2 separate regions of the Danio rerio genome follow, and region 1 is linked to region 2. The links are chromatin contacts, called in public HiChIP or PLAC-seq maps. All regions are on one chromosome and are shown on one strand. The core of a region is the stretch at or near the end of the contact, and the rest is flanking DNA. Distances in the headings are between cores, read along the strand shown.

Region 1 (6,099 bases), core at 1,437-3,936, 300 kb before region 2:
GCCTGCCACGTCTTACAAGTGGAGTGAAGGTGGACGAACATGTGCCTCTGCCTGTTCCTGTGTTTACAAATTTGCCTACTCTGAAACCAGCTCATGTTGCTATGCGACCTGCTCTTCCTTCAAACTTCATGTTTTTCCCACTTGATAATGATGTCAAGATGAAGAGGACTCGCTCAATAACAAGAAGCCCTTCTCTGCTTTCAAGATTCCACTCTGCAACATATTTTTAGGACTATTCTTGTTTTTGTGTGTCATTAAATGTTGTCAAACTTTAAAATTATCCTCTCTGTGTTGTTCTTTTTGAATTATTATTTGTGTATTAATCAGTTATTTGAGCATTAGATATAGTCAGATTTTTGTGGATCAGAAAGATTTTCAACTTGCTTTAAAAGGTTCCATCATAAATAAATAAATTAATACTAAATTAATCTCAATAACATTTTAATTTATGATGATAGGTTTGACAAATTATGAAATGAGCTTTACATTTTCCTTTCATTATTTAAAAGCCATTGATTTAAAGAATACAGTACAACAAATCAATAGAGAATAAAACAAAATATCAATAAAATTACAGGGGACATATAAAATTACAAGACATTTGCATAAGAAGTTGATTAAAAAATTGCATACATCTTTATAGCTTTTTTATCTTTACTGTATTTTAGGGTTTCCATATGATGCTTAAGATCAATTTTTAACAAATAAATGTTAGGTTCATCATTGGACCATTTTTGTTTGTGTACATGGTATTTCCCATATACAGTGCTCAGCATATATGAGTACACCCCTCACAAATCTCTCTTTAAAATTGATATTTTTAATAGGAAGCTATACAATATTATATTTGTGCATATACATTAGAATAGTCAGTACTGAAGCCAAATCTGGAGCATTTCTAACAATATAACTTATGATAACAGTCCAAAAACTAGCACACCCACAATTATATGTTATAGAAAAATATTAAATACTAATTTAAAAAAGAGGAAAAATTCAAAAGAAGCAAAAAATTAAAAAAAAATTTAGTTGAAATGTTGTAGGTTTGTAAGTTTTTATTTATTTATTTAATTGTATTATGTTTCAATTTCTAAATCTGTTTGTTGACTAAAATATTATTTTAATAAATATATCTGTAATATATATAAATCTGTTTTTTTTTTAAATGCACCAAAATACATTGCCTATATTTACTGAGAAATGGATCAAAATAGTCTTTTTTTTTTTTTTAATGGAATGTACTCAGTTATGCTGAGCACGGTATAATCATTAAATTAATAAACCATTTTTGCTCAAACGTTTTATTATTAGTATTAGCATTATTATTATTATTCAAAAAAATCTTTACAAGATTGCTGAATTTTTTATTTTGTAAGTTTAAATATAAGATATTCAACATCAAACCAAAACATTTGGGTATATGTGCATTCAAAAAAACAGATGTTTTATTAATTCCTTCTCTAATTCACAAAAAGTGCATGCAGAATCCCTGTCTTAAAAAACAAACAGGGAACAATATGTTTCACTAGATAAAATAAATGATTAGTTTATATGTCACTTCTTTAACTTTATTGGTCAGACAGTATGTACTAGGTAAGTTCCAAACTGTTTTCCATTCAATCTGCTCAAATAAGGAATTCCAAAAAGGTTTGCATTTAGGAAATAATAAAGTTCTGCATAACTTTTTAATGTAAAAGTTATTAAATATACTGTTTATAATTTTCATACCAGGGCTGCACGGTGACGCAGTGGGTAGCACTATCGCCTTACAGCAAGAAGGTCACTGGTTCGAGTCGCGGCTGAGTCAGTTGGCATTTCTGTGTGGAGTTTGCATGTTCCCCCCCCCACTGGTTCGAGTCGCGGCTGAGTCAGTTGGCATTTCTGTGTGGAGTTTGCATGTTTCCGCCCCAAAGACATGTGGTATAGGTGAATTGGGTAGGCTAAAATGTCCATTGTGTATGTGTGTGAATGAGTGTGTATGGATGTTTCCCAGTGATGGGTTGCAACTGCTGCGCAAAACATATGCTGGATAAGTTGGGGGTTCCGCTGTGGCATCCCAGTTTGAGAAAGGGACTAAGCCGCAGAGAAATTGATAAATTAATTTTCACACCATTGATACTTAATTGATTATTATGTAAAAGATTAGATTCAAGGGATATATTACCAGGTAAGAGCTGAACAAGTCCACAAGGAATTGCATAAGATACTATTGCAAATTCTTTAGCAGTTATGGAGGATCTTGTAATAACTGAGAAATTCACAATAATTAAAAAGTTGTCCATTATATTTGAATAACTGCCTCACAATTTAATATCATTATTGTACTCATTTCTATAAAATAAGGTTTTATTTTTAAAGGTTAACATTACATTTGTTGTTCCATATCACTGATTTATCTTACTTTCAAAATTACACCTCAAAAAAATCTGAATGAATGAATCTGAATCCATTTGTTTTTAAATACACTGAATTCAAAAACACTGAGACCACCATCTTCAACTGGATTGCAGAAAATTATTTTAAATAATGTGGTCTGTTCCTCCACATGAAATAGAAAAAAATATATCAACCTCTTTTAAAAAAGTATTTTCTGTCACTTTTGATCATCCCTTCATCTGTAATAAAAAACTTACAGTCTCAGGACTTTTATTTGTGAAGCATCAGCTCCCCCGGTCAGAGGTGACTGGAGTTTTGAAGATGGCGGCGCCCTGTGAGCTGTTTTGCTGGAAGGCTGGTTTGGGTTTACCGTCAGTAAACACAGATTGTCTCATCGTATTGGTGAGTTTTCATCTTCTGCTTATGTCGACTGGTGTTCATATAACGTTATGTCGGGTTCTGTTTGTTGATGGATTTTGCTAGGTAACGTTAACTACCCGCGAGACCGAGTCGATCGATATATAAATTTATAGTTATTAATTAATTCACTAGTTAATGAAAAGATGTCTCAAAGACAATATTTTTGTTTTAAATTTGCACCAATGGCATCAGTAGTTTACAGATGAATAAAAAATCCGTTTTACTCTAACACACAACTAGTTAAATATTAGTAGTTTACAGCGTTTGTTGTTTTGTTTTGTGTAGGATCACAAAAACTGCCATAATTTCAGACGTTTGTGTTCATTATATTCAAACGGCACTAATGTTTTAATTTCAGAAGTGTCAAGAAGTTAATATATAATTGAATAACCCTCTATCTAATTGTCATTATCTGGGGAAAATGCTCTAAGTAACGTTTTTTTTTTTTATTATTATTTGAAACCACAAGAATTGCACTCAGACTTTTATAGAATAAAACATACTTAAAGACTACAGATATACATACTTAACAGTACTTACAGAGAACTAGAGAGTTTTTCAAGTGCTTTCTTTCTTGCTTGCTTGCTTTCTTTTTTCTATCTGTCTATTATTTTATTTATATACAAAGTAGATTTAATGGAGAAAATGCAGGGTTCCACAAAATGTATTCATGTTGTTCCAAATCAAATTGATTAAGTTAACTTAATTGTTTTTACAAATTTAAGTGGATTGAACATAAAATGGTAAACCCTTTACTGCATGCATTATGATAGATCTGTATAAAAAATTTACTGTTTTTTTTATTTTTAAAATGCCTTAATTTGATGTGCTGTGATAAAAATTGGGAGATTTTTTTTAAGGTACTTAATGTTGCCATATGGCAACAACGTCCAACAGTAGATCTAACTTAAAAATTTAAATTTTCCTCATAATTAATAATTTAGTTGCTTGAAATTATTTATATGGTGTTGCAGTATTACAATCTTTAAGAGAGAACTTATGACACCTTTTGCATACTTTCCAACAACTGATATTCCAACAGCTTTCATTTATTCCATTCTTTTTTGCTGAATATTATTGAAAACAAACATGTATTATCTTGTTAACAACATACAGTAGGTATAAATATTTCCTCCAATAAACATTATAACAAAAAACAAGCCTAGTATATCCAGATTTATCAGAATAATGAAGCTACTAGCAAACAATGTTTATATTATTCTTTATACTATACGCCGTCTAATGTGCCTCTGAACTAACTTACCTGAACTGTCTCCATCACTGCTCTTATCAAATGTCCAATCTGCATAATTTTCATGATCACCACCCATCTCGTCCTCACTTTCATCTGCAGGAAGAGCCAGTTCTGTCCTTTTCTTCTTTCACTTACCATAGAACATGGTGGTGCTCGCTAATTCACTTTTCCCTGTATTCATATCTAATCAAAAGTAGCATTGTCATTACAATTAGATTTTATCCATAATGCAAAAGCCGAACATTGTATTACTAGCATTCATGTTGTTATTGTTACAACTTAAAAGATAACAGCTGACCTTGCAAGCTAGTTAAACCATTGCAATAATACACATTCCACTATTGCACACTTACATTTGATTGATTTACACAAAACTAATTTGATAACATTTTTTGAGTTGTGAATATGTCACCATAACTTACTGGAGGTGACGTCTCAGATTTTTTTGTGGATCTGACATAATTTGATCCTTTGTTTTTATTTACATTTTCATTTGCATTTAGCAACTTCTCACAATGAACGCCAGTCTGTCAGAAATCGCGCTGCAGAAAAACACAGCATGTCATGTGACCTAACCAAAGCACATCATTGGCTAAACTAAGGTTTTCTCTTTCCAACAAAAAAAATTAGAACGCTGGTCTTAAAGAAACAGTGGCAGGGAAATTAATATAAATATCTTGTTATCAAATGGCAAAACCATGCGGTAGAGGGTTAAGTTGTTCAAAAAAACGAAGAATTGTGTTGTTTCAACTCATTTTAAGTAAGTAGTTTAAGCAAGCAGCATTTTTTCAGCGTATTATGAATGAGATATTTTGCTTGTAAATAGTCCAGAATTCAGATGTGTAGATCAGGGGTGCGTTTCCGAAAAAAACATGGTTAGCCAACTAAAGTTGCAAGTTGCGTCGTTACAAACACAGTTTGTTGATTTGGCATTTGCCAAATCCATCGTTCCAACAAACATTCACAAACTACGTCGCAAACTTGTATGCTTGCAACTACACCTCTGAATCTGTAGTTAGAAGCATAGTTCCTGGCTGTGTTCTATTCCCATTTCTCCTCCCTATGCCCTATTCATTTAGAATGTTCCAACATTTAAACTTGGAATGATTAAAAAAAAGCATTAAAGTCATCTCCCATATTTGCTTTTAAAGTATTTACAGTTCAGTTTCAGTGATCTTCATGTTTACATTTGTGCTCCCTTCACAGTGTACTTTGAAAACCATTGATGTCATTTTGGAAGTCATTTTGCATTGATGTCACAGCTGTGGCTCATGACGAAAGCTATAGGTGACCTATTATTTAAAAGCGGAATTTATGTTATGTTTCTAAAGCATGAGAAAACAAAATATACAGCATATGTTAATGCTTTTAATTTATAGTAGGATATTTATTAAGCATCTGTACTGAATATGACATGGGCCTGTTGGTTAGAACATTTTTGCAGCGGTTTGAATGTCAAATTGTAAAAGTAGACTTATCAAATAAATAAACAATATCCTTCTCAATAATAAGAGAATATTAATCATCATCATTATTTCTTTGTTTATATGATTTATATATGATATTAGAATATGTGTTAGCTGTTTGTAAGTGATTTTATGTTGTAGATTAGACAGTGCAATATTATCAATAATATTTATAAAGGAAATATAGGCCCTATATGTGCTGTTTACATATATTTTAATAAATATGGAAAATGAGTGCATGGTTTTTACCAAAACTAATATTGGATTTTTTTTTTAAATGCGTGTGCGTGTAAAACAATATAATTTGCACAAAGAAATTATGGGGTTTTTTTCTCTAAAGTTGTTACCCCACCCCGTTTAGAGCATCATTTTGGGCGTTTTACATTATAACTAATGGGGTTCAAACGATGCATCTGCGACAGAGAAACTACAGTTTTTGGGAAACACTCGTTACTACATTGTTCTTTTCCCAAACGATGCATCGTACTATGATAGTTCAGCTATGAGTTACATTATTGTTTGGGCAATGCACTCAAGATCAGCACCAGTCAGGTCATTCTACCTTGATATGAAAAGCAAATC
Region 2 (5,313 bases), core at 2,431-4,930:
ACCTCTCCGTGGTTAAAGAAGAAACACAGAACTGTCACAGTGCCTCCCAATCGACTTCCACTGTAGGAAGAGCCAAAAACAACTGCATCAAGTTGTAATCAAACTGCTTTTTCTGTATAAACTGAAGAACTCTCATCTGAGATCAGAATCTAGGCCATCAAGGCTCCATTACCTCAGATATGTTCCATAAATGAAGAATAGGCTCATCATAGCCCCATTTAACAGGAACACAAAAGCGACATAGAAGTATGCAGGATCTCCCAGACCTGTGAAAAACACCCGTGTCAGTAAAATTTAGAAAACTAGTTTGTCAGTCACACAACGAAAAAAGAAACAGCACCTTCTGTCATCAACACTCTAAAAATAAACCCTCCCTCGTGATGAGAAGTAAAAGTTGCAACACAAAAGTCAGCAGTGACCTGTTTTTAAAGCATGCAGATTAATGGCAAGCACAATGAAGAAAACCTTTCTAGGACAGCAAGTAAATTAAAGGAGACTGCGCACTTTCATAGTGATATTTGCAAAGTACTGTGCTGCAAATACAAAAAAGGAGATATTTGGACTGCTCAAATACCTTCACAACTCTCCACTGGATCCAGACCCTCTCCTCTGTTGATGGTCCAACATAACTTGGTGGGGAACCCAAAGAAGTTCATTGTGCTGCTGTATGCTCTGTACCAGCTGGCCAAGACCACCTGCCGTACAGGAGATAGATCAAACAGACACCGTCTTCACATAATGGCTCAATCCTTTAAGCTCAAGCAAATAGTGCAGGATAAAAGCTTTTCTTTGACATTCAGAAGATGCCAAACAGGACATCCCACCTCAGGGTACAAGTTGAACCTCTTTAGGGTGTTGATGACCAGCGGATATTCAGTAAGACGGTCATTCATGATCATGTAAAGACCATCCATAAAGGACGGAGCCTCGATGATTGTCTTGAAATATGAGTAATACAGTCCCTAATAAGAAAAAAAAGCCATTGTGATCTACTCAGTAGCATTATGTATTGCACATACCAACCTTAATCCTAACTCTATAATAAATGCATGTGGATAATCAATATTACTCAGTATAAAAAAGGGAGCAAGCAGAAGGAAAGTGAGCGTGTGATTAATATCACTTAGTACTTGGATGTCCAATTACACTGTAACAAGGATACAGTACAATAAAGTGCAACCAAAATGTTCATTCAAGCTGTATATTTAACTAGGTCAGAGATGAGATGACTTATGTTGGTGTCGTCATCACATTATAGACATAAAAATGAGTTTATATGCATGAAAAGCTTATTAACAAATTAAAGTGTCCACTTTGTTTTAAATTACTTAAAATAATAAAAATGTCAAAACATACGTCAAGACACATTCCAGTGTAGGCGAAAATGTACATCTGCACTATCATTGTTTTGACACTTGTAAACCACTTTGACCCATATACTCATGGGCCACTTTATTAGGTACACCTGTCCAACTGCTCATTAAGCTAATTTCTAATCAGCAAATCACAACTCAATGCATTTAGGCATGTAGACATGGTGAAGACGATCTGCTGCAGTTCAAATCGAGGATCAGAATGGGGAAGAAAGGTGATTTAAGAGACTTTGAAATTGGCATGGTTGTTGGTGCCAGATGACCTTGTTCTGAGTATTTCAGAAACTGCTGATCTAATGGGATTTTCACACACAACCATCTCTAGTGTTTACAGAGAATGGTCCGAAAAAAGAAAATATCCAGTGAGCAGCAGTTCTGTGGGCGCAAATGCCTTGCTGATGCCAGAGCTCAGAAGAGAACGGCCAGACTGGTTCGAGCTGATAGAAAGGCAACAGTAACTCAAATAACCACTTGTTATAACCAAGGTATGCAGAAGAGCATCTCTGAACACATCCAACCGTGAGGCGGATGGGCTACAGCAGCAGAAGAACACTCCAGGTACCACTCAAGGAGGCTACAGTTTGCACAGGGTCACCAAAATTGGAAAATAGAAGATTGGAAAAAAGTTGCCTGTCCTGATGACATTCTGCAGTGACATTCGGATGGTAGGGTCAGAATATGGCATCAACAACATGAAAGCAAGGATCCATCCTACCTTGTGTCAGGCTTGTGGTGGTGGTGTAATGGTGTTGGGGATATTTTCTTGACACACTTTGGGCCCATTAGTACCAATGATCATCGTGTCAACACCACAGCCTACCCGAGTAATGTTGCTGACCATGTCCAACCCTTTATGACCACAGCGTACCTATCTTCTGATGGCTACTTCCAGCAGGATAACGCAGCATGTCATAAAACACAAATCCTCTCAGATGGGTTTCCTGAACATAACAATGAGTTCACTGTGCTCAAATGGCCTCCACAGTCACCAGACCCCAATCCAATGGAGCACCTTTGGGATGTGGTGGAATGGAAGATTCGCATCATGGATGTGCAGTCAACAAATCTGCAGCAACTCCGTGATACTATCATATCAATATGGACTAAAATCTCTGAGGAATATTTCCAGTACTTTGTTGAATCTATGCCATGAAGGATTAAGGCAGTTCTTAGGGCAAAAGAGAGTCCAACCTGGTACTAGTAAGGTGTATCCAATGAAGTGACCAGTGAGTGTATATTTGTTTAATACATATATATATATACGCATTAAAAATAAAGCAGAATTACCATCTCTGTTCGGAAAGCCATTTCCTTCTCTAAAGTAGACATGTGTGAAAAATGTCTGTCATTTTCAAACAGATGTGAGAGATGATACCTGAAAGATACAAGACTTCATTTATTCTGTCACAAGAAGAAAGGTATCTGCATACTTTAAAGATTAAAAGCTACTTACCAATGAAAAAAACCTGCAACAACAGCTATAAAGAGAAACAGATCATATTGAGAGAATTATTTGCAGGTCAGTCAGATTGCTACGTGGCCACATTTGGGGGACTTTTATCTGACCAACCAAAACACAATTGAAGAGGAACAAGCTGTACTTTTAAAGCAGATGAAAGATTCTGATAAATAATTTTTATACTTAAAACTGTAAGTAGTTGACAAGAATAAATCTTAGGAACTGTCAGTATATGAATGGCAAATACCTGTAGTGAAATGATGTAATTTTGACTGATTGCTAACAAACTTACAATAAACATCCGAGCATTGCCCAATAACCACAGTTTTAAACCTCTAATTTATTGTTTATTAATTAAATCAGGTCATTAATTACATTTATCAATTTAATCTAATACCAAACAAATGAAATATGGGTTTTGCACAACTTTGTTTACAATCCGAGCTCCTATAAACACTGAAAGCATGCTAGATGCTAACCAAAAAACCGTTAGCTACCTAGCAGCTAAAGCAGACATTCTTACCGAGAATCAGCACTGTTATTCCTCTTACAAAAGCGGAGGGGCTCAAACCCAGTCTGTTTTTAATAAACCCAGCAAAGAGTCCGTTTTTACTCTGAAAAGCCGAGCCTTTCCCATCTTTTCCGCGCCTGCATTTCCCCGACACGGATTGACTCCTGTCTTTCTCGCTGCTCTGCTCCTTGGCACTTGGTTTTCTGGTTTTTACTACCATGTTTTCATATTTCTGTGTAGCAGGACGGCAGCAGGGGCGCGGATGAGCGTTAAATCAGTAGTTTGGCTCTCGCAGACGCCTCTCATCTGTGGCTCTGCTCAGTTTCACCGCTGATCTGTTGAATGAAGCGGGCATCGCATCGCCCCCGTCTGGACGCGCCACTCAACTGGCAGCGTCACTTACCATGGCAACCTCTTCAGGAATCTGCAAGGTGGAGTGGGTAAACCTATGGTGTAAACGTTGTAAATAAAATCCCCCCCAAACTGATCATCAGATGGGAACCATGAACTTCCGGTTAGGGTGCACGCTGGCGCTGTTAGCTGCCGCTACCCACGGACAATATTTTTAAAGAACTTTTTAAAGAACTTCTGTCTGGACTACACAGTTGACAGTACATCTACTGTATAACGCATAGCACTTTATGCTAAACCTTTGCACTTTCCACTGCACCGGTCTGCTTTTGGTGCTTATCGTGACTTTGTGACAGTCCTGTCACAGCAGCTGTCACTCAACTCAAACCCGGAGAAGAGACGAAACGACAATGAAAGCTCCTGACCTGCTTGTTCGGGTCATAACACTCTGGATCTTCCTCGCTGCTGTATATCGCCCTGCGGAGCTACTACTCCAGTATTCGGCAGAGGAACTTCTTCAACTCCGCTCCCACTTCTCGGAGACTCCGTCAACGCTGCGCTTTCATCCGGACATCGCGGTCCGGCCACGTCGGAGATATATTCACCGAGGATCACGACGGTCCTACAACATTGACAACTCATCCCAAATACGGTCTTTCTGGTCGTCTAACCCTCGCCAGGCATCAAGGTCAGTACGATCCATTGACCGTAATGTACTCACATACCCAGCAAACTCCGCTTCCAACGAAGCATGCAAAAACAATCTATCTTTTGGACTACTCAACATTCGCTCGTTATCTAATAAAAGTCATCTGCTGCAAGACGTACTGTCTGACCATAAGTTTGATTTCCTCTGTCTTACTGAAACTTGGCAAAGACATGATGATTTCTTTTATTTTAACCAAGCTGTTTTACCAGGATACAAATACATTTGTAAACCCCGCACTACTGGACGGGGAGGGGGCGTGGCGATACTCTATAAGGAGAAATGGAAGGTATCTCAATTACCTGTTTCTGAATACCCCTCTTTTGAGTCAGTCATCATTAAAATTAATGGGGCAGTTCCGACTATTCTTGCTACAATATACCGTCCTCCTAAAAGCAGTTCAACCTTTTTAACTGAACTTTCTGAGTTTTTAACTGAGCTGTGCTCCTTGTCTCCTAATGTTATTATGCTGGGTGATTTTAATATTCATATTGATGCTGGCAACAATATTAATACAATCGACTTTTTATCTTGTTTGGACAGCTTTGGAATGCAGCAATTTGCTAATTTCCCTACACACACTAAAGGCCATACCCTTGATCTCATCTGTTGCTCTGGAATAATCCCTAACAAATGTACTGTTTCTGATCTTCTTATATCCGACCATTTCTTAGTGTCTTTTTGTGCTCAGCTTGCAGTTTTTAAATTGCAGTCACCCCGGACAATCAAATTTAGAAACGTTAAGAACATTGATTTATTACATTTTTCAGATGTACTTAATAGTTTTGCATACAATGTGGACTCATCTTCTGCTGATGCTCTGGTGTCTATTTACAATAATGGACTATCTGAAATTTTGGACACTTTTGCACCTTTACAAACCCGGACTGTCTCTTTTTCTGTTTCTGCTCCT

Evidence for each region. HiChIP or PLAC-seq counts read pairs in DNA pulled down with a chosen protein or histone mark.
Region 1: a contact with region 2 is called in an H3K4me3 HiChIP or PLAC-seq map of embryo, with 3 times the contacts expected there. The contact joins the promoter of mtx1a here to the promoter of dpy19l1l in region 2. A contact is called at or near these places in 4 of 18 Hi-C or Micro-C datasets (all in embryo) and 2 of 4 datasets of contacts at active chromatin or transcription factors (caudal fin and embryo).

The regions. Positions count from the first base shown.
Region 1 is chr16:47,398,431-47,404,529 of GRCz12tu, reverse strand. It overlaps mtx1a (metaxin 1a), which reads left to right and starts at 2,686. Exons shown (of 8, transcript NM_001128238.1): 1 at 2,686-2,778. The coding sequence starts at 2,698. It overlaps LOC100330743, which reads left to right. Exons shown (of 8, transcript XM_073926610.1): 8 at 1-980. The coding sequence ends at 230.
Region 2 is chr16:47,097,999-47,103,311 of GRCz12tu, reverse strand. dpy19l1l (dpy-19-like 1, like (H. sapiens)) reads right to left here and starts at 3,680. Exons shown (of 22, transcript NM_001002868.1): 1 at 3,356-3,680; 2 at 2,827-2,851; 3 at 2,661-2,748; 4 at 825-962; 5 at 575-695; 6 at 173-266; 7 at 3-60. The coding sequence starts at 3,563.